Regions from separate parts of the Sus scrofa genome. Here region 1 is linked to region 2. Evidence: chromatin contacts called from public Hi-C data. All regions are on one chromosome and are shown on one strand. The core of a region is the stretch at or near the end of the contact, and the rest is flanking DNA. Distances in the headings are between cores, read along the strand shown.

Region 1 (5,342 bases), core at 2,768-5,267, 79 kb after region 2:
CTCCTGCCTAGCTCTCAAGTCCCCTGTGTTTCCTACTTCCTTTAGACTGGAGTCTCCTCCGAGATACTGAAATTCGACAAGCCTCATCCTTCAAGCACAAACGTTATTTACCCTGAAAAAGTCTCTTCTGACTTGCTGACGTCAACTCCAAACCCGCTTCATGTTTCCATATTTCCCTGGAATACTTTCTTGTTGCACTTATCAAAGTGATTGTCTGCATCTATTATTTCTATGTCTTTCTATTTGAGGTGTCCCCAGCATGGGCCCTAGGGATACAGGAGAGGGACCAGGACTCAATCCTGTCCCCAAGATGCCTTGCTTATCTTGTATATAACTGGTGTTAGTAAGTTTGTTTTTGTTTTTGTTTTTTGCTTTTTAGGGCCACACCTGCGGCATATGGAAGTTCCCAGGCTAGGGGGTGAATTGGAGCTACACCACAGCCACAGCAACACCAGATCCGAGCCACATTTGTGACCTGCACTATAGCTCATGGCAACACCAGATCCTTAACCCACTGGGTGAGGCCAGGGATTGAACCCGAATCCTCATGGATCCTAGTCGGGTATGTTACCACTGAGCCACAATGGGGAACTCCCAGGAATTTTTTTAAAAATAAAAACTAGACAAACTCTACATCTGTTTCTAAAGACGTGGGTTTGAGCCTCTATCTTAACTACTTGGCTTTCACCTGTTTCACAATAGTGCAGTGGGTTACGAATCTGACTACAGCAGCTGAGGTGGCTGTGGAGGCTTGGATTTGATCCCCAGCCCACCAAAGTGGGTTAAATAAAGGATTTGGCATTGCTGTAGCTGAGCCAGGCATAGATTGTGGCTGTGGCTTGGATTTAACACCTGGCTGGGAACTTCCACAGGTACAGCCATAAAAAATAAATAAGTAAATAAATAAATACATAAATAAATAAAAATAAACACGGCCAGTTGCTTTAGTAATGTATGCGTTATGCACCAGGAGAAGTAGTTAGAAAAAAGTGGCTGGCTCTAATCAGTTACTGCTCATGTAGAATTCCATCAGACATATTCATGGTAAAACATATTACTGTGTAATAATGTCATATAGAAATCAGCACATAGTTTAATATAATAAATGGGATATTTGGGGAAATATAAAAGTAAGATTTTAAAATATCATCAAGTGATGGGAAGTAATCTTAAAGCTAATTAAAAACTTTCTTCAAAAATCTTATCAGAGGTGCAATAGCTACCAGGAATGGCCTAATAAAAGGCAGTTATATTGTGTGCAGACCTGATAACAGCAATGGTCATTTACTGAGGAACTGTTACGTGTCAGGCAACTGGTTTTATATGCCTTGTTTCATTTAATCCTTCTTCTGTTAACAGATGCTACTGCTATTCCAATTTTACACTAAGAAAACAAAAAATTAAGAGAGGTTAAGTTACTATCATTCCCAGGAAAGGAGGAAGGAAGAAGAAATTTTTTAAAACTGTACTGAATATATCAGATAACTATTGAAAAAGAAGAGTCAACTTGATTATAATGATTATAATACATTTATATGAGTACTATAGGTCACTACTTCAACATTTTGACAGCATTACTGAATGTTGTCTCCATCTTTTCTCATTTTGTCCCAGTGCTTCCCCTGCTTCCACACCACCACCACACAAAATGTGTTTGTAGTACCATTCATTCAATATCCTTCAGAGGAAACCACTCAGGAAAATAGGACATTGGCAATGAAATCAACCAGTGGGCAAAGAAGGCTGCTACTATGTCTGAAGGAGATTGTTCTCCTATTTCTAAGTAAGAAAAAAAAAAAGAAGAAGAAGAAGCAGCAGCAGCAGCATTCAATGGACATTCTGTAAACAGCTCTATTACAAATAAATTGTGGTAACTGGTTTTGTCATATAGGTTGAGTATGTCCACAAACTCTGAAACTTATGAAATAAATTTCCAGGTAGATACTAAGATATACTGCCACTTCTATCACTCTAGCCCAAGAAAATAGTCATAAATACAATGTTTCCAAGAATTTTAGCATTTTAATTGTCAGGTTTTTATCACTCTTCTCACTGCTACCTTGAAGATCACCCTAGGATGTGCTTTTTATAGTATAAGCATCAATTTTGGGAAACAAGTACTTTAGAAAGTCTTAAAAGTTCAGGTTTTGCAAATCCCATTGTTTCTGATCTCTATGCCAGGGGACCTTGCCTTCTGTGACTTTTCCCAAGCACATCACAGTTATTCAATGCCCTACATAGAAACCAGGAATTTTACAGGGAGAAGTGGCCCCTGCCACTTGCAAATAATTAGCCTACTTCTCAGAGACTGAACGTAATGAAGATTATCAGAGTGTAGTATTAAGAGGAGGGTCTTGCTGCTGCTTCTGTTAAGCTGCGAAAACAGCCACTGGCTGAAATGCACAAGTTATTTTTTAAACACTGACCGCCTTTGTCCTGGGAGCTATCAAACTCCACGTTGAAAGAGTGGCCGTTGTTGACAATTCTCTGAGAAGTCGCTTGCTCATAGCAAAGGGACAGAGGCTTCAGGGCAGGGTCGTGAACAGCTGTGCTGGTGTTGATGTCAACAGGGGACTGGCGATCTCCCTTGGCGATGGGGAAGTCCTTATGCCAGTGCTCAGGTCCTGAGATTGAAAAGAGACTGTGTGAACCCCCCACTGTGGGGAAGGACAAACCCAGACCCCTAGAAAAGAGCAATGGCTCTGGAGCCAATCTGTCTGGCTCTAATTTTGGCGGCATAATTAACAGCTGAATAACTTTAGTGAAACACAATCTGTGCCTTAGTTTCCTCATTTGTATTAAAGGTTGATGTGAGAATCAGAATCAATATACGTAAAAGCTTTTAGAACAAGTAGTGAGCACCATATAAATATTAGCTATTTTATGTTCCTTTTACTGCCATTGAGTGACTGACATTAGGCTTGTGATTAGGATTTGGACGATGCAAGCTCACTTAAGACATTCCAGCAGATGGGGATTCCTCTCTCTTGTCCTTTTACTAGATCAGTAAGGTCAGAATCACTGTTCAGGCAGGGCAACCCTGCTTTAATGGTTAGGATTCCCACGATCTAGAAAGCCCCAAACCCCCAAAGAGGCTCAAGGTGGTTTAGACACATTTTTCTCTTTGGTCTGCTGGTTCAGGAGAACCCAGATCTGTGACGCCGATAAAGCCGGGTTCCTGGTGACTTCCTAACATTAGAAGCGGAGAGACGAAGGAAAAACTCAGAAATCAGCGCAGTGGATTCAAACCACCCCAAGAAAATGCCCCGGGACACTTCGTGCTGAGAGTCTCAGCCACAAGTGGTGCTGAAGATGAACTGGGGGTAGGGTAAGGTAGGGGGAAAATAGGGTCCCCTAATTTCTCTGCGATCAATAACTAAAATGTATCGTTACAATTCGCCCTAGTTTCCTCCTGGGTCGGAATAGGATGGTCTCCGGCTCGTGACCCGGGAAGGGCTGTCCTTGGGTCCCACTGCTGCTTCTGCGCGCCCCCTTCCCCCGGCACCGCGCGCCACCGCTGGACGCAGGGATTCCTCGACAGTGGACTCCGGCTCTGAGCTGGGGGCATCCCGCGCCGGGGAGCCGCGGGCGCGCGGGCAAGGCGTCGGGGGCGCACCTGAGCCTCGGGTGCTCCAGGCGGCAGCGGGAAATAGCAGGTGCGTGCGCTGCTGGGCCCCAGAGGGGCCCGGAGCCCCAGGCGCAGACGCCGCCCCGCCCGCAGCCCGCACTCACCGTTGTGCTTGTCGTATCCCCAGTGATGGGACATGGTCGTGCCGCTGGTAGGGGCAGGGCAGGAGTTGGCGCCGGTCTAGCGGCGGCTGCTGGAGCGCCTGCACCGTATGTCCGCGGGTCGCGCCGTCGCTGGTATTTATAGGCTCCCGCCAACTTCGTGCTCGGGGGCGGCCGGGGGGAAGGGGCCCTGGGTGGACCTGGGCGACTGGGGGAGGAGGTGACGGGCGGAGGTGATCTCCCCGCGCTCGGGGCGGGCCAGGAGGGCGAGGCTCCGGGGGCGGGGAGAACGCCCTCTCGGCGGGCGCTGGGCCAGGTTCAGGAGCTCCTCTCCCGCCACTCGTCTCCCCTCGGCCTGCGGCCCGACCTCGGGTCCCGGCCCCGGGTCCCTGGGCCTCCACGAGGCTCCGTGCTCCCCGCGCGCGTGGCGGCGGCGGCTCCGGGGTTCCTGAGTCGGACTGGGCTGCGGAGCGTCTACACGCACCCCATCCCCCTCCGGAGCGCTGAGGCTGGCGGCGGCGCTGACTGCTGAGGACCCGCGTCCGGTATCTCTGATCCCCTGTCCCCTTTGTGATTGCATCCCTGGCCTAGGAGCACTCCAGCCCCGCCCCATCGGCCCCACCCACGCCGAGGTCTCTAGCTCCAAGGGCTTGCTCGCGGGCGTCCCGGGCTTGCTTAGGAGCTATGACCTTGGGGCAAATAGGGATACGGTCCTTGAGGCGCTAGGGAGGGAGAAGCATCACGCTGAGAACTACGCGCCCCCTGCTGGAAGGCTGCGGAATAAACCAAGAAGGAGGGAGAGGGTGTCTTCGATTCAAGTCCGAAGAATGCATTTCCTTGAAAGCTGTCAAGGTCTCTTGAAATGTTCACCAAATGTTTGTTCATTCTACCTTCTTTCTTCTCTTTCAAAATACACTTTAGAGGAGAGACTTCCTAGTGGAGTACGTATTGATTTAAAGCAATCAAAACTTCTAAAAATCACTTTTTTTTCACAGGAATTGGGTAAAAGAAAGACTGTCTTGCAAAAAGATAAGAACTTTCCCTGGCTGACAAAGGAAAGTGGGCATCTGGCATACCTAAGAACTAATTCAAAGAAACTGAAGAGTGGACATTTTTGAGTCAAGGCAGCATTGTGGCTTTCCTAGGCCCTAGGCATTTTGCCCTTATTCATTTCCTTTTCGTGGGTATGTGAGGCACCGTTTCTCCTGTACCCAATGCCCTAAGTCAGGATTATTTTGAGGTGTGAACAGAATTCATTTCCCTCAAGGGACTTTGTCACAAAAAGGGGAGAAGGGTTTTCTGTCCTGTGAATCTCTGAGATCACTAAGAGCATAGTATTAAAGTTAAACTTGGGGCAGCAGGACACAGTTTCACACAAGTCTAACAGCCCTGACATCACTCATATAGATAAATAAAAGGATAAATTATAATATTAGTGTAAATTATTCCAATGTTGATTTTAAAATCATTATTTACTTTTTTATTTCAGTCAATTCCATACAAACAGAAATGATTCAGATTTAGATACATTTGGTCTTGTCCTAAGACTCCAGGAAAGTGTGTACCTCTTTGTGGGGTTTTTTGGGTGGATGTCACCAGTGAATTCTTAGGCA
Region 2 (5,308 bases), core at 1,971-4,470:
TCACAGCTTATACTGCCATGAAGCAAAAGGCATGAAAGAGGACTAAGGTGCCAGTGTTTGGGGAGCAAAGAATGGTTTTAAAGAAGCTGTGATGGAAAAGAATAGGGTAGATCTAGGGTGCAATAGTTAACAAATCTTTGAAAAAATATAGACGACACCACAAAAGTAGTTCTCCTGTTTTAGTGTTAAAAATGAAGGACATTTCTTAGCACTTATAGATGGCAGCCAGCCTTTAGTACTTTTGCATTTCTGGTGAGCCATTTCTTTATTCACAGCATTTGCAACCCCATTGTCATTATCAAGATTTTCTTTTTAAAAATATTTCCGTATCTGCTCCCTTCTTCATAGGGATAACCTTGGCCGTCACTTCCCACAGGAATTCTTTCTGGTTCCATCATCTCCCAACTATATTTCTCTACTGAAAAGTGTAATAGGAAATTCAAACTCAGGGCACACAGATCCAAGCCCCCCACAGTCCATAAAACCTGTTTTATCCTCCTGTGTTCCCTGCCTTAGTGAATGACTCCACAGCAGGCAGTGGCCCAAGATAGAAACAAGGATGTCACTGTTGGGTTAAGGATCCGGCGTTGCTGTGAGCTGTGGTGTAGGCCAGTGGCTGCGGCTCTGATTCGACCCCTAGCCTGGGAACCTCCATATGCCGCGGGAGCGGCCCTAGAAAAGGCAAAAAGACAAAAAAAAAAAAAAAAAAAAAGGATGCCACTGTTTGTTCTACATTTCTGTTCCCAACATCAATTTGATCACAGAGTTTCTCAGTCAAGTCTGCCCACTTCTCACTGTCCCCACCCCAATCTTCTGATTCACATCAGGATGATATCACCATCATTTCTTACTTGCTTAATGACAGTCTCCCATCAGGTTTCCTATTATTGGTTCCCTTATATCCATCCTCTACCCCCCTGTTGCCAGTCATCTTTCTTATATGTGAATCTAGTCAACTAGTCTTCAGTTTTAAACCTCTTGCTAATCTCCATTTCTTCAGGATAGAAGCCAACATCTTATCACGATTTACAAAATACTTCATGATCTCTTACCATTTACAGGTTCTTTCCTTTCCTGAGATAGATATTATCATCCTTAATATAGAGATAATCTAAGTAAGTCTCGTTGATATGGGATTCTGATTTGGGTTATACAGCCAAGAACTGATGGTGTTAGAGCTGAATTCACATTGTGAGTCTGAATAACGACTTTAGAAATTTAATTCAGTTTGAATTTACTTTCCCGCTAAAGATCATGCATTCTAGGGTTCCATTTAACATACATCTGATCTCCTAAACAGAACAACATGGGTTAATTTCACTAGCATGTTACTTGCATATCCTATAATGTTATACCACCCTTACCTGTGGTCTTAGTTGGATTCTCCTGAAAACAGAGCCTGATGAAGGACTTGTGTGTAGGCAACTTATTTGGGAGATAAGCCCAGGCAGCAGGAGTGGGAAGGACCATGAGGCACAGAGGAAGACTAGTCAATAGAAAGAAGTGTGTATTAATCTCAATGCTGTGGCAAAGGGCTCAATTTTCCCAGGAGAATGTACTGGATACCTCCTAGAATTACTATCTGATGTACGAAAGATGTAAGGAATTTTCTGTTAGCTTCTGGCTCCATCGGTTGCCCTCAAGAGTGTTAACTGCGCTAAATTTCTGAGTCATAGCATATGTAACAACCAAGAAACACTCTGCCAGCACCTGGGCTCTACGGAGCCCCAGAGCAGGAAGCAGAGACAAGCAGCACACAAGGGTCAAGGGCTTCTCCCTCCCTTCTCTGAGTTGAAGTCTGTGTAGTCCTATCTACAAGAGCAAGAGCTGAAATTAGAGATGGTGACAGTCAGGATGAATTTGGGCACCAGAGGCATCTAAGACACATATTGCAAGGAAAATAAATAATTAAGAAATAGAATGCTATTCTATTGTCATTTTCAGACTCACACAAATTTCAAGCAATAAGTTATAGGTTAGCAGAGATACAGTTTTCACTCATTTTTCTCTGCAGAACACAAAGACAATTGAATTACGTGTAGGTGGTTCTATTAAGTGACTCATGTGTTGCAAACAAGTACCAGGTGCTTAGTTGCAAAGCTAGGGCTAATCAATAAATAATTCTTTCGGAAAGGAGACAGAATTCTCTATTTCCATAATAGTCCATTTATAGATATGTTAAATATTAAAAACTCTGGGGCAAGAATTAATCGTACATAAAATGATTTTAGCCATATTTCAGAGCTTTGGAAATCATATGCCTTATATTTTTGCCACTTTATTCTATGTTGATTTTAAAGCTTCTTTGCTTATTTATTTTTAGGGCACAGGAAAGATGTCAGGGTAACCTGTAATTTTCAAAAATGAAATCCTTCATATATTTTTGGAACATGAATTCTTTTTATCTACTTCATCTCATTCTAAAATCTATTTTAATATATCCATAGACTAAAAATAAAGATTAGATATAATTAAAGTATTAAAATTATTATTGCCTTGGGATTAAATTCAAGGGTTTTTTATTTTCTTCTTTGTTTTTTTTTTTTGGAATTTTCCAAATTTTCTGTAGTTCTTACATGTTATCTTTGTAATAAGAAACAATCCTACACTAAACATCATTTTTTAAAATTCAAATTCAAAAGAAAACACTTTGGTAACCATTTTTGTGACCCAAGATGGTTTTCATAAAAAATTCTTACAACGTAGGTCATGCATGGAGAGAATTTTCTAACACAATGAAAAAGAAACCATCACTTGATTTTATCTTAAATTAACTTCTTTCCAGGGATATTAATGCCTTAGTTTTAAAGGCCGTGCATGTAGAGTCCAAGAGGAACTGAACTTCATGTACAGTTCTTACAAGATAGAGTCCAGGTAGAAGTGTGGCAAGAATTACGAAATTCCACTGACCTTACTTTTGACTACAGGCAGGCAAACATACTACTTGTCATTTCGTGTCTAGACTAGTGATGACCTCCTATTTTCTGGATAGATTTATGCCTTATGTTCCTGTTAGGAATATTCTATTCCACAATTTCTCCTCCTGTACAGATGGAAAATTCCAGAAAGGGACCAGAAACACCTTACATAAGAGGGTTAGTGAGTTCATCAATCATTAACCACTGCAATCTCACCAAACCAGCTAAAAAGAGACTGAGGCTGATAGCCAGAGCTGATAATTCCATCAAATCCAAGGTGGATCTTTATGTAGTAAACCCTGGGTCATTTCCCAGGCCTTCCTCCTTTTCCAGAAACTGCTGGCATTGGTCAGCTGTTATTGCACCTGTAGAGCTGCAGCTCTTTGCTCTCATGCTCTTCCCCAGCACTGGTTGCAGAGTAGAACTCAGTTTTCCTGGGCCCTCTGTGCCATGTTGATTTCCGTGTCAACCATGCAGGCCCTTTTTGTTCATCAGGGCTTGGGACAGGGTGAGGCCATGGGGAGAATTGGTTGTTTTCTGTTTGTTTGTTTTTGCTCTGTTTGTTTTGGTTTTAATATTGAAAAGATTGGGGGAGTTCCCATTGTGGCACAGTAGAAACAATCTGACTAGGAACCATGAGGTTTCAGGTTTGGTCCCTGGCCTGGTTCAGTGAGTTAAGGATCTGGTGTTGCTCTGAGCTGTGGTGTAGGCCAGCAGCTGTAGCTCGGATTCAGCCACTAGCCTGGAAACTTTCCAGATGCCCTAAAAAAGAAAAAGAAAAGAAAAAAAAGTCTCCAGACATTACCAAATGTCTTCTTGGGAGGGGGGAGGGCAAGATCACTTCTGATTGAGACTATAAATTGCTTCTCTAGAAAAAAAAACAATTAATTTGTAATTATATGCTTATATGAATGATTATAAATATTGTCTCTTCCACTAGACTGTAAATTGTACAGAGGCAGGGATCACTTCTATGCTAAAATCTGCCCAGCTTCTGTTGCTGGCACATAGTAGCTATTCATTAAATATACATTGAATAATTAATTAATAAATTATTTGGCAAGTTTTATGAGCTATTACAATAATTCTAAAAATCCCAGGGTTAATCATTATCAGGAGAAAAATGGTTATTCCGGCTATGCAACAAAATATTTACAAAGTCTAACAATATCTAAAAGCCATGACATTTTGGAGGATATGTCATGATTTTTTCTCAAAATTTACAGACAAAAACTTGAAACTTAGATGTATAAGATATTTATATTATTTCAAAAGTTGATTTAAACTTTAATCTTCACTCTATTTCTCAAAAAAAAAACTATTTCTGAATATTTTTGGGTGTGAGAGTACATTTATTAATACTGATGTCAGATTGATAGCTCAGTACTCAAGGCATTTTATTTCTTAAATTTAATATAATTTTAAAACATTTTGATTACAAAATTAATTTCACTCAGTCTAAAAAATACAGAATTCAAATTATATAAAATAAAAGCTCCTAACTTTTCCCCAAACCAGTGATCTCCCCTGATTGCTTGAGAACGAATATATTTTGTTGTTGTTGTTGTTTTTGTCTGAAAAATATTTTTACTTAAATGATATGGTACTATACTTAGTTTTCTGCAACTAGATCTTTCTTAACAATATTTCCAGAATCCACATAGGCTTACCTCATTCTTTTTACCTGATGCTTACTGGTTTACTGTATGGACTTAATGTAGTTTTAACAGCAATAAAATCAAGCATTAAGATAGTAATAAAGTTTATTTCCCCCATGCACATCTACCACCTATCCCTTGCTTCTGTTTAGTTTGCAGCCTTCATTGCCTTAGAAGAGTGCTAACACACTCCAAAGACCCAGTTAGTCCATTTCTTAACTTTTAAACTTCTAAGTAAGCTTTGGAAAATCATGGTTAAAAACAAAAGTCTCAGTCTTGCTTTTTTTTTTTTTTTGAGATTTTATTTTATTTTTTTTATTTTCCCACTGTACAGCAAAGGGATCAGGTTATCCTTACATGTATACATTGCAATTACAGTTTTTCTCCCAGCCTTTCTTCTGTTGCAACATGAGTATCTAGACAAAGTTCTCAATGCTATTCAGCAGGATCTCCTTGTAAATCTATTCTAAGTTGTGTCTGATAAGCCCAAGCTCCCGATCCCTCCCACTCCCTCCCCCTCCCATCAGGCAGCCACAAGTCTCTTCTCCAAGTCCATGATTTTCTTTTCTGAGGAGGTGTTCATTTGTGCTGGATATTAGATTCCAGTTATAAGGATATCATATGGTATTTGTCTTTGTCTTTCTGGCTCATTTCACTCAGTATGAGTCTCTAGTTCCATCCATGTTGCTGCAAATGGCATTATGTCATTCTTTTTTATGGCTGAGTAGTATT

What was found. A called contact is a pair of places that touch in the nucleus more often than the background predicts.
Region 1: a contact with region 2 is called in a Hi-C map of liver, with 5 times the contacts expected there. A contact is called at or near these places in 1 of 5 promoter capture datasets (liver) and 4 of 47 Hi-C or Micro-C datasets (fetal liver, liver and skeletal muscle).

What each region holds. Positions count from the first base shown.
Region 1 is chr4:51,207,419-51,212,760 of Sscrofa11.1, forward strand. It overlaps LOC100154873 (carbonic anhydrase 2), which reads right to left and starts at 4,018. Exons shown (of 7, transcript XM_001927805.2): 1 at 3,733-4,018; 2 at 2,427-2,624. The coding sequence starts at 3,766. It overlaps MIR9858 (microRNA 9858), which reads left to right and starts at 4,165; the gene lies at 4,165-4,242.
Region 2 is chr4:51,128,926-51,134,233 of Sscrofa11.1, forward strand. No RefSeq gene overlaps it. Among named protein-coding and RNA genes, the nearest start is that of MIR9858, 80 kb to the right of the region's middle.